Regions from separate parts of the Mus musculus genome. Here all the other regions are linked to region 3. A link is a contact called in public Hi-C and HiChIP or PLAC-seq data. All regions are on one chromosome and are shown on one strand. Each heading gives the region's core, a stretch centred on a gene start, on an enhancer-like site or on the middle of the called end of the contact. The rest is flanking DNA. Distances are from core to core; before and after follow the strand shown.

Region 1 (2,923 bases), core at 58-2,557, 74 kb after region 3:
TCATGGGGGGGACACTCAAGACCATCAGAAAACATAGGCTTTTACATTATGATTCATAATAAATAGTAGCAGAATTGCAGTTATAAATAATGGTGGTGGGGGCTCACCACAACATGAGGAACTGAATTAAGAGTCACAGCAATAGGAAGGATGAGAGCCACTGTCCAAAAGGTCACATAGTGTTCGCAAGTGGTGCCACCAGCTGGGGATCAGGTATTCAAACACACACACATACACACACACACACACACACACACACACACACACCCCAATAAGAGACTTTTATCTTCAAACTATAATAAGTGCTCAAATTATGAAACAAATCATCAAAGCTCTTTGTTAATCAAATACAGAAGGTAGGGCTGCCAATGTGTAATCTCTAGTACACACTTACCAAGCTGGAGGAATAGCCAAAGATCTTTAGCGCAATAATATATTCCTAAAATCCAATCCCTGCTTCACAGTTTTAACGCCCAGATTTCCATGCTACTCTTTATCTGAATAGCAATGATGCTATAGAGATGCATAGCAGATCTGGGCTGGGAAGATCTAAGTGTGCTAAGTAGCAAGTATGAAGACCTTACTTGCAACTCCCAACACCCACCAGAAAGCCAGACGTGGTAGAGAGCGTCTGCAAACCCAGCTGCGGAAGGAGACACAGGAGGATCCAGGTGGGTCGCTCAGCAGCCACTCTACAACCAGTGAGCTCCAGCCTCACACTGCCTCAAAAACAGGGTGGAGAGTAACAGAGGAGAGACCCAGGCCTCTATGCAGGCATAGACGCAAAGAAAAGGGGGCAACTCCAGTTTAGATTACACTTAATTATAATAAATTACGTTAGAAGGAGGCATCATTTTAAAAGTCATATTGTCATAATTAAACGAGATAGGTAGAAAAAAATAAAGTATCCGTAATAAACAAAATACAGTTTAAATGTTAAATGGTACAAAAAAATCAGAATTGGTCAGGGCAGATGAAACGGTCACTCTGCAGTAGAAGATGGAGGATGGATAAACACTCTCTACAGTGGAGGAAATGTGATGACCAGCCTGCAAAAGAACAGGAATGCAGAAAACCTGCTGGAGCTGGTGGAACAGAGCCCCCTGCTGGCCACTGGTCGGATGTACACAATAGGTTTTATAATGCAAATTTCAGGATCTTCCATAAAATCCGACCTTTTCATTGTCTTAATCAGCTGGAAGCGAATGAAGCTCCACACCCCCTTTTGAGGTTGCTCTAACCTAGTTACAGTGGAACCTGGAAAACTCGCCAAAATCCACACTGCACAGAGGATCTGCATCGCCCCTCTGTGTGAAAGTCAGCTGAACCTGACAGAAGAGGGCCCCTGCTCGGGTTCTGAAAGCATGAACATCCTCCTTGAAATAGGAGGAGGGTTTCAGATGTGAAACTCAAAACTCAAACTCCACTTTAAATCTTCAGTTTAAAACGGACCTTTGGGGTGATGATGTCTGTCACACTCTGTAACGAGGACTCGAAAATAAAATTGCCTCTTGAACATTTTTTTAAAAACCTTCGATAAACTTCAGTTATATGATGGTTCTTTTAGGATACAAATAGATCCTTTTAATTGAGATGGTGAGAAATCACTTTGGCCGAAGAACTTGAAATATTTACAAATGTGTATATATATATATATCTTCATGTTACTTTAAAGGCATGTAAATCAGGTTGTCTTCAAGTTCACTTCTTGGCAGTGGTGTCTCGCTAGAAACAGTACAGCTGAGTCCCACAGGGCAGGCTCCTGCGAAACGTACCCACCTTCCAGAAGGCAGGTGATGGCAGCTGCCTGCTTAAGGGAAGTTTCTTCCTGTGTACACACTTTCCTCCTGGGAACTAACGGGTTGGTCTCATCGAACCCTGCAGGAGCCTTCACGCATGAGCACCGAGCCATCTCTGTGTGGGTCTTGGCTTCCCCTCAAGTATGTTTTCTTTAGAGAAGCAACAAAGTCTTGACTGTCACAGGCCACCTATACTTCTTCTTCCCGTAGTGAAATTTCCGGAGCCGGTCACTAGCCATTATTAATAGCAGCTACCATGCTAAGGCCAGCTGGGGAGCAGTGTGGCCACGTGATGCGCCCTGAAGAATGTGTTTTCTTTATGCCCATGAAATAAAATTAAACTGGAACAAATTTCCATGGACATTTCAAGACCTAAGAGGCGGAGAGAAAAGTTCTCTCCACTTTTTCCGCTGCGGTGTTACAAAACAGCAACAACCACAAAGCAAACAAACAAAACCTGCAGTGAATTGAAAAGTACACAAGTAACCTGAAATATTTATTTTAGAAGTGATGTCAAGAAATAATGAATAACTGTACTGAACGATGTTCTCAACAGAACTCACCGATCACGATGGAAGACTCACAGTGGTAATAACCATTGCTCTGTTTTTTCTTCAGCATGGAGCAGAGATCTATCTGGTACAATAGTTCTTCTCCAAATCTGTGGTCGATAAATTGTTCATACAATCCAGGCTCGATTTTTCTCACTCCCTTGAAAGGACAAAACAAATCCATGTCAGGCACTCATTTCACTGGGCAGCCAGATCATACGTCTATCAATCTTTCAGAACCTGATAGTACATTTTGGATTCAGAACTGCCTCCCAGCACTTGAAAATAGATGCCACAAAACTGTTGGGTTTTTTGTTTGGTTTTGGTTTTGGTTTTGGTTTTGGTTTTGGTTTTGGTTTTGGTTTTAAGTCTCTAGGCTTGGGGAGGGCTGTATTTAAAGCCATCAATTAAGAGTGCTAATCTGATGTGGTGCACTTGAAACTCAGTACATCTTTAAGCATCAGAGCTGAGAAACCATGAGATGAGACAGATCAAGGGCAGAGCAACCATCAGGGGCAGAGTAACCATTTGCACCATGGACCGGATGGACCGGTGGTTTTGAAGCACTGCGGA
Region 2 (2,935 bases), core at 426-2,925, 94 kb after region 3:
CATCATAAAAGGAGGCTGACAGTGGGCACTAGAACCCAGTGAAAGATATTCCAGAGAGAGAGAACGTACCAGTCTTGAATTATGCACCTTTCTGAGCAGCATGAGACCCTCTGCTACCCGGCCCCACCCAGGATGGGAATCAACCCTTTACCAACAGAGTCACACTAACTACAGGGAGCTCCCCGTAGCCACTCGGTCACCACATCTGAGATCAGACCGGTTGTCTCGGCATCACAGAATTTAAGTAATTCTTACATTTACATAATAAAGGCCCCAAAGTGCACAGGGCTGATGCTGGCATTTGATGTATCGAAGATAAACCCCTCTGAGTGAGTAAGCACACATGTGGGGATGAGAACACATACAGTGATGAGTGGTGGCTGTGCTGTCAGGCACTTACTGGGGGCCTTGTTGCATCTCCTCCATGGAGAACAGAGAGGATGCGGTAATTTGTTCTCCGTAGATTCAGCCTTCTAATCTAAACAGAATGCAACCTGGTTTCAAGTTCATACATCATTCGAGCAGAAACCTTCCATCTTGATTACCAGCCTAGGTCAAAGCAACCGTCCCCAGCACGTAATCGCTACCAAATCATGGCTTCTAATAGATGCTCCCCATATTTATAAATGAACTTGGGTGACCTGCAGTTGGCCGGTGAGAGGGAAGAACATGAGACTGAAAATAGACACAGAGACAGGAATTAGAACTCGAGGACGCAACCTCGCTTAAAGCATTTAAACCTGAGTGCCACATCCCTTCCCTCTGGGGGAGACGAGGGAGTCGATTCTACGCAGCTAACTGCCAAGAAACCACATGCAGACAGTCTGAAAGGCTGAAATCCAGAACCTGGGCAATTAAACATCCATTTGGTGAACGTCGCTGGGTGCTCCCATTGCAAGTTGATATCGTAAAGACAAAGCAGCATTTATAATAGGGGAATTACCTTCACAACCGAGTTTTCACTCTGGGGTTAAGTGGGAAACCACTTGGAAGACGACGATCCATTGACAGCAAAACAAGAAAGATAGTGAGTGAGAAGCAAACAGTCTATAGGCTCTGCGGGCTGCCACTCAGGGCTGCAAAGACTAGTACTTACATAGTCATTTTACCAAATGAATTTTTGTAATCATGCCTCATGGTCACGTTAATCAATTGTTCACATAACTATCAACAATAGGCAAGATATCTTTTTGAGGGCGTCTTTAACAACAGTTTGTAGACAGCACATAAGCACAGGATAGATCACTCAAACCCATGCTTAAAGAACAAAAAAAAAAAACAGTTCTGAGAACAGAACATGCTAAATTGGGCGGGGCGGGGCGGGGCGGGGGCGGGGAGAGGTTGCTACTTACTAATAAGCATGACCTTCTTCATAAAGCTGCAAACAAGCCTTAACAAGGGCAGAGGAGAACGCGGGGCTGGGAGTGGACACTGATCTGTACGCTCATCTCAGAAATTCTGCTATAACAGAAGTCAGCTGGTGAGTTAAATTGAGTAAGAAACCCCTGGGCTAAAGCGCGAGACTGTCTTCCTCAGCTTGGGCTTGAACCGCAGACTGCAGTGAGCAGCAGGTGAATAAAGGCCAGCTAGCATGGGGAAAAGCCCCTAGAGCTGAAGGAGGCAGAAGACCTAACCAAGGTGGCACGAGTGACCTCTGGCACCATCTAGAGGTTTCTCCTGGGAGGAGTCGCAAAAGAAGCCACAGCAATCAGAGGTGTCGCTGTGCACCTAACAACCACGCAGCAAACAAGCTCTAACAGCTTCCTAGAAACACTGAGATCTCCGACACCCTTGGGTTAGAACTGAATTGACCAAGGGTCCCAGGAACAAGAAGGTTAGGGCGCCAAAAAATACAAACTATCATTTACACCCCTAACTACGCTGCAGCCTGCTGTGCCCTGCAAACCAAGGCCAGCGTTACATACGAGCACCCACCTTCTTCCTGAGCATCGGTGCTTTGGACAGCTTCATAAAGGTCAGGTGGGGCTTAAAAGTTCTGCTTTCTCCAGCTAGGATGCCTTTTTCCCGAAATGTTCTTTTCGCAGTCTCTGAAGAAGATAAAAAGAACACAAAAGTGCTACTGTAACACACAGTTATCTTTAGTTATTAAGAGGTTGATTCAAGAGATGACTAACTGTATTATAAGGAAGATCATATTATGGTTTCCAATTTGCATTTTATGGGTTTTGTGTGTGTGTGTGTGTGTGTGTGTGTGTGTGTGTGTGTGTGTGTTTCTCATGCTTTTTTGTATTCGTTTTGTTTTATTCTGGTTATCTTGTTTTATTTGCCTGTGTGTTTCCTAATGAGAGAGAGAAAGGTGGGGAGGATCTGGGAGAAGATGAGGAGGGGAAAACATAATCAGAATTTATTGCATAAAAATATTCAATTAAAAATAATCATCCTCTGTGGAGAAAGAGGAACACTCCTCCATTGTTGGTGGGATTGCAAGCTTGTACAACCACTCTGGAAATCAGTCTGGCGGTTCCTCAGAAAACTGGACATAGTACTACCAGAGGATCCCGCAATACCTCTCCTGGGCATATATCCAGAAGATGTCCCAACCAGTAAGAAGGACACATGCTCCACTATGTTCATAGCAGCCTTATTTATAATAGCCAGAAGCTGGAAAGAACCCAGATGCCCCTCAACAGAGGAATGGATACAGAAAATGTGGTACATTTACACAATGGGGTACTACTCAGCTATTAAAAAGAATGAATTTATGAAATTCCTAGGCAAATGGATGGACCTGGAGGGCATCATCCTGAGTGAGGTAACCCAATCACAAAGGAACTCACACAATATGTACTCACTGATAAGTGGATATTAGCCCAAAACCTAGGATACCCAAGATATAAGATACAATTTGATAAATGCATGAAACTCAAGAAGAACAAAGACCAAAGTGTGGACACTTTGCCCCTTCTTAGAATTG
Region 3 (2,943 bases), core at 245-2,744:
TCACTGCCTCCTTTATCATCACACTGGGGCTATCCAGTGTGTAAAAGTACACATTTTGGTACCTGACTCCCCTTTCCTTTCCATAATCAAAGGCCTCAAGATGACAAACAATTCTCACCACATCTGTCACCTCATCTCCAGGATAATCATCCATCAATTCCCAAAGGGACATCCACAATGCTGCCGGACCTCAGCAGGTCTCAGACCATGCCTGCTTGTGCTTCAGGCTGTGAGGTCCTATAGTATAACTACTCCCCTCTCTGTATACACTGCTCTCTTTCAGTTTTGCCAGTTCTAGACTTTAGACTGTCATTCTTTCTTGGCCTGTGCCCACTTCTAAAGGACTTATCACTAATTGTTATAATTTATTAACTCTTCTGTCTAATCTCCATGTTAGGGCTTAGCACAGTAGAGGGATTCAATGTATATTTGTTGAATAGATATGGTAAGGTATAATGCTTTAAGTAGCAGTCATCTATCCTTGGGTCTCCTTGCCCACAGTTCCTCTATCCCTGCAAAACCACTAGTGTTATTACACATAAAATCTGAACAAAAACAACCTCTGAGCAGTTCAAAATATAATGGTTCCTATATATAGCAGAACAAGGCTCAAAATCCCAGAGCTAAGAAATTTCTACACGCCAGCCGGTAAACATTTTAAAATATGTTTACCATTCTTAACTACCAGAGAAATGCAAATTAAAACTACCCTGAGATTCTATCTCACCGTCAGAATGGCTGCCAGGACGAAAGCCAATGTGAGGAGAGAGGAACGCGTATTAACCTTTGCTGAGAAGAAATGTGGTGCAGCCGTTGAAGGTGCAAGAATACGGAGATTAGAGGATTCTCAAAATGTAAAAATAGAAGTGCTAGATAAGCCACCCAGACTACTCCTAGACACACACACTCAAGGAGCTCTATATCTTAGTCCAGAGAGACATGTGTATCCATGGTTTCTGCTGCTCCATTCACAATAGTAAGATGTAGTAGGAAACTATAAAATCCCAGCCCAGAGTTTCTACCCCACCTTGGGTTATTGAGTTCCTGGAAGAAAGACACACTCACAGCCTTTATTTTCACAATACGCTTTGAGTAGCACAATAGCTGGGCAGCTGTCTACCCTCCATGCTTTTAGAATCTACTCTCCTCAAGATAACCTTGAATTGTTACTTACTATGTTGCATCTGGGCTGCTTTAGCTGCAGTTGAGCAGCCCACATGGCCACGTTTTTATTGCTCAGCTATCTCATGGCTGCTTCTCCTTCTCCTCTCCACAGAACCAGCCCGCACATCCCTCGGCAGAGGAATAGATAAGGAGAATGTGGTACAGGGCACAATATTATTTGGCTGTAAAAAGTATATGAAATTTGCAAGGAAAGTGGAGGAATCGGGAAATAATCATTCCGAATTAGGTAAGCAGGCTCAGAAAGACAAATGCTGCCCATCCCCTCTCACGTGCGGGTCCTAGCTTCTAATTTGTATGCGGCAGTGAGTGTACGTCAGAAAACCACAAACAAGCCTATCAGAGGAGGCTGGACGAGAGAAGGCTGAGAAGGCTGTACATGGGATACGAAAGTGGGAAACAGAAAGCTGGGAGGAGAGAGAGAGAGGTGGAGATGGTACTGCAGTGGGATGGGGGAGAGGTGGGGGGGGGGTGTCAGCCAACAAAGGAGGATGTAAAACAGAGTCATATGAAACCTGGCACTGAGATCCTACGTGCCACCAAATACATCTCACGTCACAAACTACTTTGGCTAATGGCCGAGAATATTGACAAGAATTGTTAACGGGGTGGCAGCCGCTTTAATAAACACTGGTTTGCCGAACTGAAGCTGGAAAGCAGCTGCCCACAAAGGGCTGGTTCCAACATGACCAGATCGACTGACTGCGAGGTGAAGCGGAGCGCTGGGGCCTGATCGCAATACTGATCTCACATTCGCAGTCACTGTCTGTTCCCCCGGCTGCTTTGCTTCGGTGCAGAAATGGGAGTTCCGAATGTGGAGTCTGCCAGGTGCCATCTATAAAGAGAAACCCAGACAAGAGGTCTAAATTGGGCTCTGCAGTACTGTTTGCTGGAAATCTGTATCTCAAGATCTTGCTTTTAAGCTAAGCAGCAGAGTTCTGTCTCAGATCTGTGGCTTTAATTCTGATTTTCTGCTTTCATTATTGTCTGTCCAAATGCTGTTAAACGTAACGCCGCATTTCTCATCCACTCATTCATTCTTCCACCCATTTGCTCACTCAGCCGCCTCTTGTGCGGCTGTCCGTATTTGCAGGATAAGGTGCATGGCACTACGGAGGATATGGTGCTGTAAAACTTTCCTAGTCTTCACCAAGCTTATGAAACCAATGAGAAAGGGAAAGGCAATTTAGAGACTGAAGAATAAAACTCAGTTCATATTCCAAAGGTCTGCAGGAAATGGTGACATTCACAGAGAAGAAATGAATGAAGGGGATGAGGCGGGAGAGGTAGCCCGGTGGTTAAGAGCACTGACTACTCTTCCAGGAGACCAGGATTCGATTCCCAGCACCCACATGGCAGCTCACACCTGTCTGTAAATTCAGTTGCAGAGGATCTGTCACCCTCACACCAATGAACATAAAATAAATTAAAATTAAATATTAAAAAAAAAGTGAAGGGAAATGATCTACTGAATCGACTACTCCTGGACAAATCCCCATCCTGTGCCTGGGAACTGGGCGATGTTGGTGACGTGACCTAACGGTAATAAATCAGCTCAGGTGGAATGGAACTTGAGGGAACGAATATTGAGTCTCCAGGTCTCTGCAAACTTACTCTGTATCTTTATGCCAGTCACTTAACCTCACATCCTGACTTACAACTGTAAAACATGGATAATGATAAACCACCGTGCTTTGCTGGGTGCTGCACTGTATGGTAAATTCTAACAGGAAAAAAAGAGACATTATTTTATACCATATG
Region 4 (2,700 bases), core at 81-2,580, 77 kb before region 3:
GGCTATAAAATAGAGGGAACCTAAGGACCTCAAATGACCATATGGCTGCCAGACTTGTGAGACCCCAGTTGGGCAGCTTAGCCTGTGTGTCAGTCAGAATAGCCTAGGTTAAGATGGAGTATGTAAGAGACGATGACCAATGCTAAGTGACTTAACCAGAGAAGGAGTTCTTTTTCATGAGTGTTACACGTTCAGTACAGGTCACCAGAGTAGACCTGTTTATGTGCTTGCTCAGTGTCCAACCTAAGGGAGGAATTGATTTGGATATCTGCTCCAGTGGGCTTATAGGCATGGGGTGGGAAAGCTGTGCTATGCGTTTTAAAGCATGACTGTAAATGAGCCCAATCTGTTTGGTTCAGAATCTATTGTGCAGAGCAAGCCACACAACTCACAGAGGGTTGAGTGTGAGAGATGCTCGTGGCTAATCTTAGTGACTTCCCAAGCTCCTACATCAGTATCTGTTAGTTTATGTTTTCCCCAATTAATAGCCACTATTTTGGTCAAATATTTTAGGATATTTTACTATATTTCAATCATTTTAGAGCTTATATCTTTCTGAATTCCTCCTGTATGCATTACTTATGTGTTGCTGGAATAACCCTTCTCTTCATGTAATAACTCCCAAATACTTATCTAAATATCTGAACTCTCTCCAAAGAGTTAATACTACATTTCCAACACCAGTGAAGCATTTGATATATATATATCATATATCACACACATAGATATGTGTGTGTATGTATATGTGTGTATATGTATGTGTATGTGTATGTGTATGTGTATGTGTATGTGTATGTGTATGTGTATATGTATATGTATATGTATATGTATATGTATATATTTTTTTGAATCCTCAGTCCCTAAAATAAACCTTTGTCCTCTACATGTGCGATCACACATCACACATGTACATGTTTACCCCCATGCACACACCCACATAAACATGTATATACACTATAAAAACACGAAATAAAACCTTAAAATCTGTCATTGGCTCTGAAACCTAGTTTCTGGTTTATTCCTTCCTAGCCAGTGTACATCATGTGTGTTCCCACAGCCTGCTGGGGTTACCTCTGTCTTTCTCATAGTCATCCACGCTGCCACTTTTCTGACAACTGACACAGCACTTCTGTATTCATTTCCTTGAGAAACGTGACCCATTCCATACATGACCCGCAGTCCTATAAATAGCTCCTAACCAGGCAAGCACTGTGTGTGTCCTGAAGAGAATACAGAAATAAAGCAATGTCTGCAAGCTCCAATAGCTCATAGCCTGGTGAGAGAGAGGTGTCGAGGGAAATTCAGCACAAAGAGGAGATGCAGATGCACGAGGTGAGGCCACAGATGGGACAGACCTCGAGGAAACAGACAGGGCCCAATTAACCCGCATCCTATGAGGCGAGTAGACATTTTCCAGGATTGGCACTAGACAGAAATAGGAGCTATTTATCTTTTGAATCAAGAGGAGGAAAAGAGAGAGTAGGCTCTAACTGGATAAATTTAAAACTAGAAGCCAAAGAAGAAAATTGTCGTTGATTAGATCTGAGGATGTCTGGGCAATACTGGGGTGAGTTCATTGTATAAGGACCAGACGTCCCCTTGGGGCTGGCTGGGCAGCTGGGCAGCTGGGCAGGGTAACTTTCTCTTCTCTACCTGCAGGAAACATTTGCTATATTCGCAGGAAACGATTAGCTCTACAAACCCGTCCTGACACGTTGGGGTGGTGTGGGGATGAGCAGGCTGCTGTTTTCCTGTTCTTTGTGCAAAGCCACCATTGCAGCCAAAAACTGGCCTTCAGCACAGTAGGCAGATGCACACTGATTTGACTCCAGAGAAGCCCAAGTCAGATGAATTGCTGAATTGGTTTTGGAAATTCATAGCAGACCCAGCTACTTGGTAGCTATAGAACATTTTATTTACATAAGCCAGACTTTCTAAAGAGACAAAATAGATTTTTTTTGGGAAGGGTAAGACTATTATTTTTAGAATTCTGAAGGCTTTAATCTGAATGTAGAGGCAAAGCCTAGAAAATTAAAAGCATGGGTTTAGAAATGAGCTACAAAGAAGGGAAAGGTACAAAGGCTTAAGCCACATGGCACCCCATATACTACATCATTCATAGATAGATAGATAGATAGATAGATAGATCGAGATCAAGATTGAGATATAGACATATATCCTCACCAGCAGTTTTGAGTTTTATTTTACATAACTTTTATGTTTTAGGAGCATAAAAGCCTTTCAGAAAGGCCTCTAGGATCTATAAGGTTGATAGGGAACCCTGTGAATGTACCATTGTCTTTTTAATGCTGAAACTGCTGGTTTCTAGCTCTTGGAAGTCCAGAGAACATTTTTTTTGTTTTTTTGTTTGTTTTTTTTCTCAATCTTCTAAAAATGTCCAAGACATTGACTTTCTAGAAATGTCTGAGTCGGTGTTCTATTGCTGTGAAGAGACACCATGATAAAAGAAACGTTTACAAACGAAAGCATTTAATTGAAGACTCACTTACAGTTTCGAAGGCTTAGCCCATTATCATCACGGCCAGCAGCATGGTAGCACACGGGCAGTCATAGGACTGAGAAGTAGCTAAGAGTAGAACTGGATCCACAGGAGGCAGGAAAAGAAAATGACACTGGGCCTGGCTTAGACTTTTGAAACCTCAAAACCCACTCTCAGTGACACACTCCCTCCTCCCTCAG

What was found. A called contact is a pair of places that touch in the nucleus more often than the background predicts. HiChIP or PLAC-seq counts read pairs in DNA pulled down with a chosen protein or histone mark.
Region 1: an H3K4me3 HiChIP or PLAC-seq map of the SCID.adh cell line shows a contact between it and region 3, with 2.1 times the contacts expected there. The contact joins two enhancer-like sites. A contact is called at or near these places in 12 of 484 Hi-C or Micro-C datasets (the N1E-115 cell line, cerebral cortex, embryonic fibroblasts and 5 more), 2 of 115 datasets of contacts at active chromatin or transcription factors (the HPC-7 cell line and the SCID.adh cell line) and 1 of 9 other capture datasets (adipose tissue).
Region 2: an H3K4me3 HiChIP or PLAC-seq map of the SCID.adh cell line shows a contact between it and region 3, with 11 read pairs. The contact joins two enhancer-like sites. A contact is called at or near these places in 4 of 484 Hi-C or Micro-C datasets (embryonic stem cells, nephron progenitors and peritoneal macrophages), 1 of 115 datasets of contacts at active chromatin or transcription factors (the SCID.adh cell line) and 2 of 9 other capture datasets (adipose tissue and liver).
Region 4: a contact with region 3 is called in a Hi-C map of the N1E-115 cell line, with 2.0 times the contacts expected there. The contact joins two enhancer-like sites. A contact is called at or near these places in 5 of 484 Hi-C or Micro-C datasets (the N1E-115 cell line, cerebral cortex, double positive thymocytes and 2 more), 1 of 115 datasets of contacts at active chromatin or transcription factors (embryonic stem cells) and 1 of 9 other capture datasets (embryonic stem cells).

Annotation. Positions count from the first base shown.
Region 1 is chr10:25,218,249-25,221,171 of GRCm38.p6, forward strand. It overlaps Akap7 (A kinase (PRKA) anchor protein 7), which reads right to left. Exons shown (of 8, transcript NM_001379238.1): 7 at 2,363-2,510. Among named protein-coding and RNA genes, the nearest start is that of Gm25016, 46 kb to the right of the region's middle. Within about 2 kb of position 1,308, at least 17 of the 459 cell types and tissues checked have an H3K27ac peak or open chromatin away from gene starts, as enhancers often do. A contact at or near this core is called in the SCID.adh cell line, where this site is marked.
Region 2 is chr10:25,237,691-25,240,625 of GRCm38.p6, forward strand. It overlaps Akap7 (A kinase (PRKA) anchor protein 7), which reads right to left. Exons shown (of 8, transcript NM_001379238.1): 6 at 1,936-2,048. Among named protein-coding and RNA genes, the nearest start is that of Gm25016, 27 kb to the right of the region's middle. Within about 2 kb of position 1,676, at least 6 of the 459 cell types and tissues checked have an H3K27ac peak or open chromatin away from gene starts, as enhancers often do. A contact at or near this core is called in the SCID.adh cell line, where this site is marked.
Region 3 is chr10:25,144,082-25,147,024 of GRCm38.p6, forward strand. Gm36313 (a long non-coding RNA gene) reads right to left here. Exons shown (of 4, transcript XR_380207.3): 3 at 1,175-2,017. Among named protein-coding and RNA genes, the nearest start is that of Gm36313, 8.6 kb to the right of the region's middle. Within about 2 kb of position 1,495, at least 50 of the 459 cell types and tissues checked have an H3K27ac peak or open chromatin away from gene starts, as enhancers often do. A contact at or near this core is called in the N1E-115 cell line and the SCID.adh cell line, where this site is marked.
Region 4 is chr10:25,067,266-25,069,965 of GRCm38.p6, forward strand. No RefSeq gene overlaps it. Among named protein-coding and RNA genes, the nearest start is that of Gm51762, 19 kb to the right of the region's middle. Within about 2 kb of position 1,331, at least 7 of the 459 cell types and tissues checked have an H3K27ac peak or open chromatin away from gene starts, as enhancers often do. A contact at or near this core is called in the N1E-115 cell line, where this site is marked.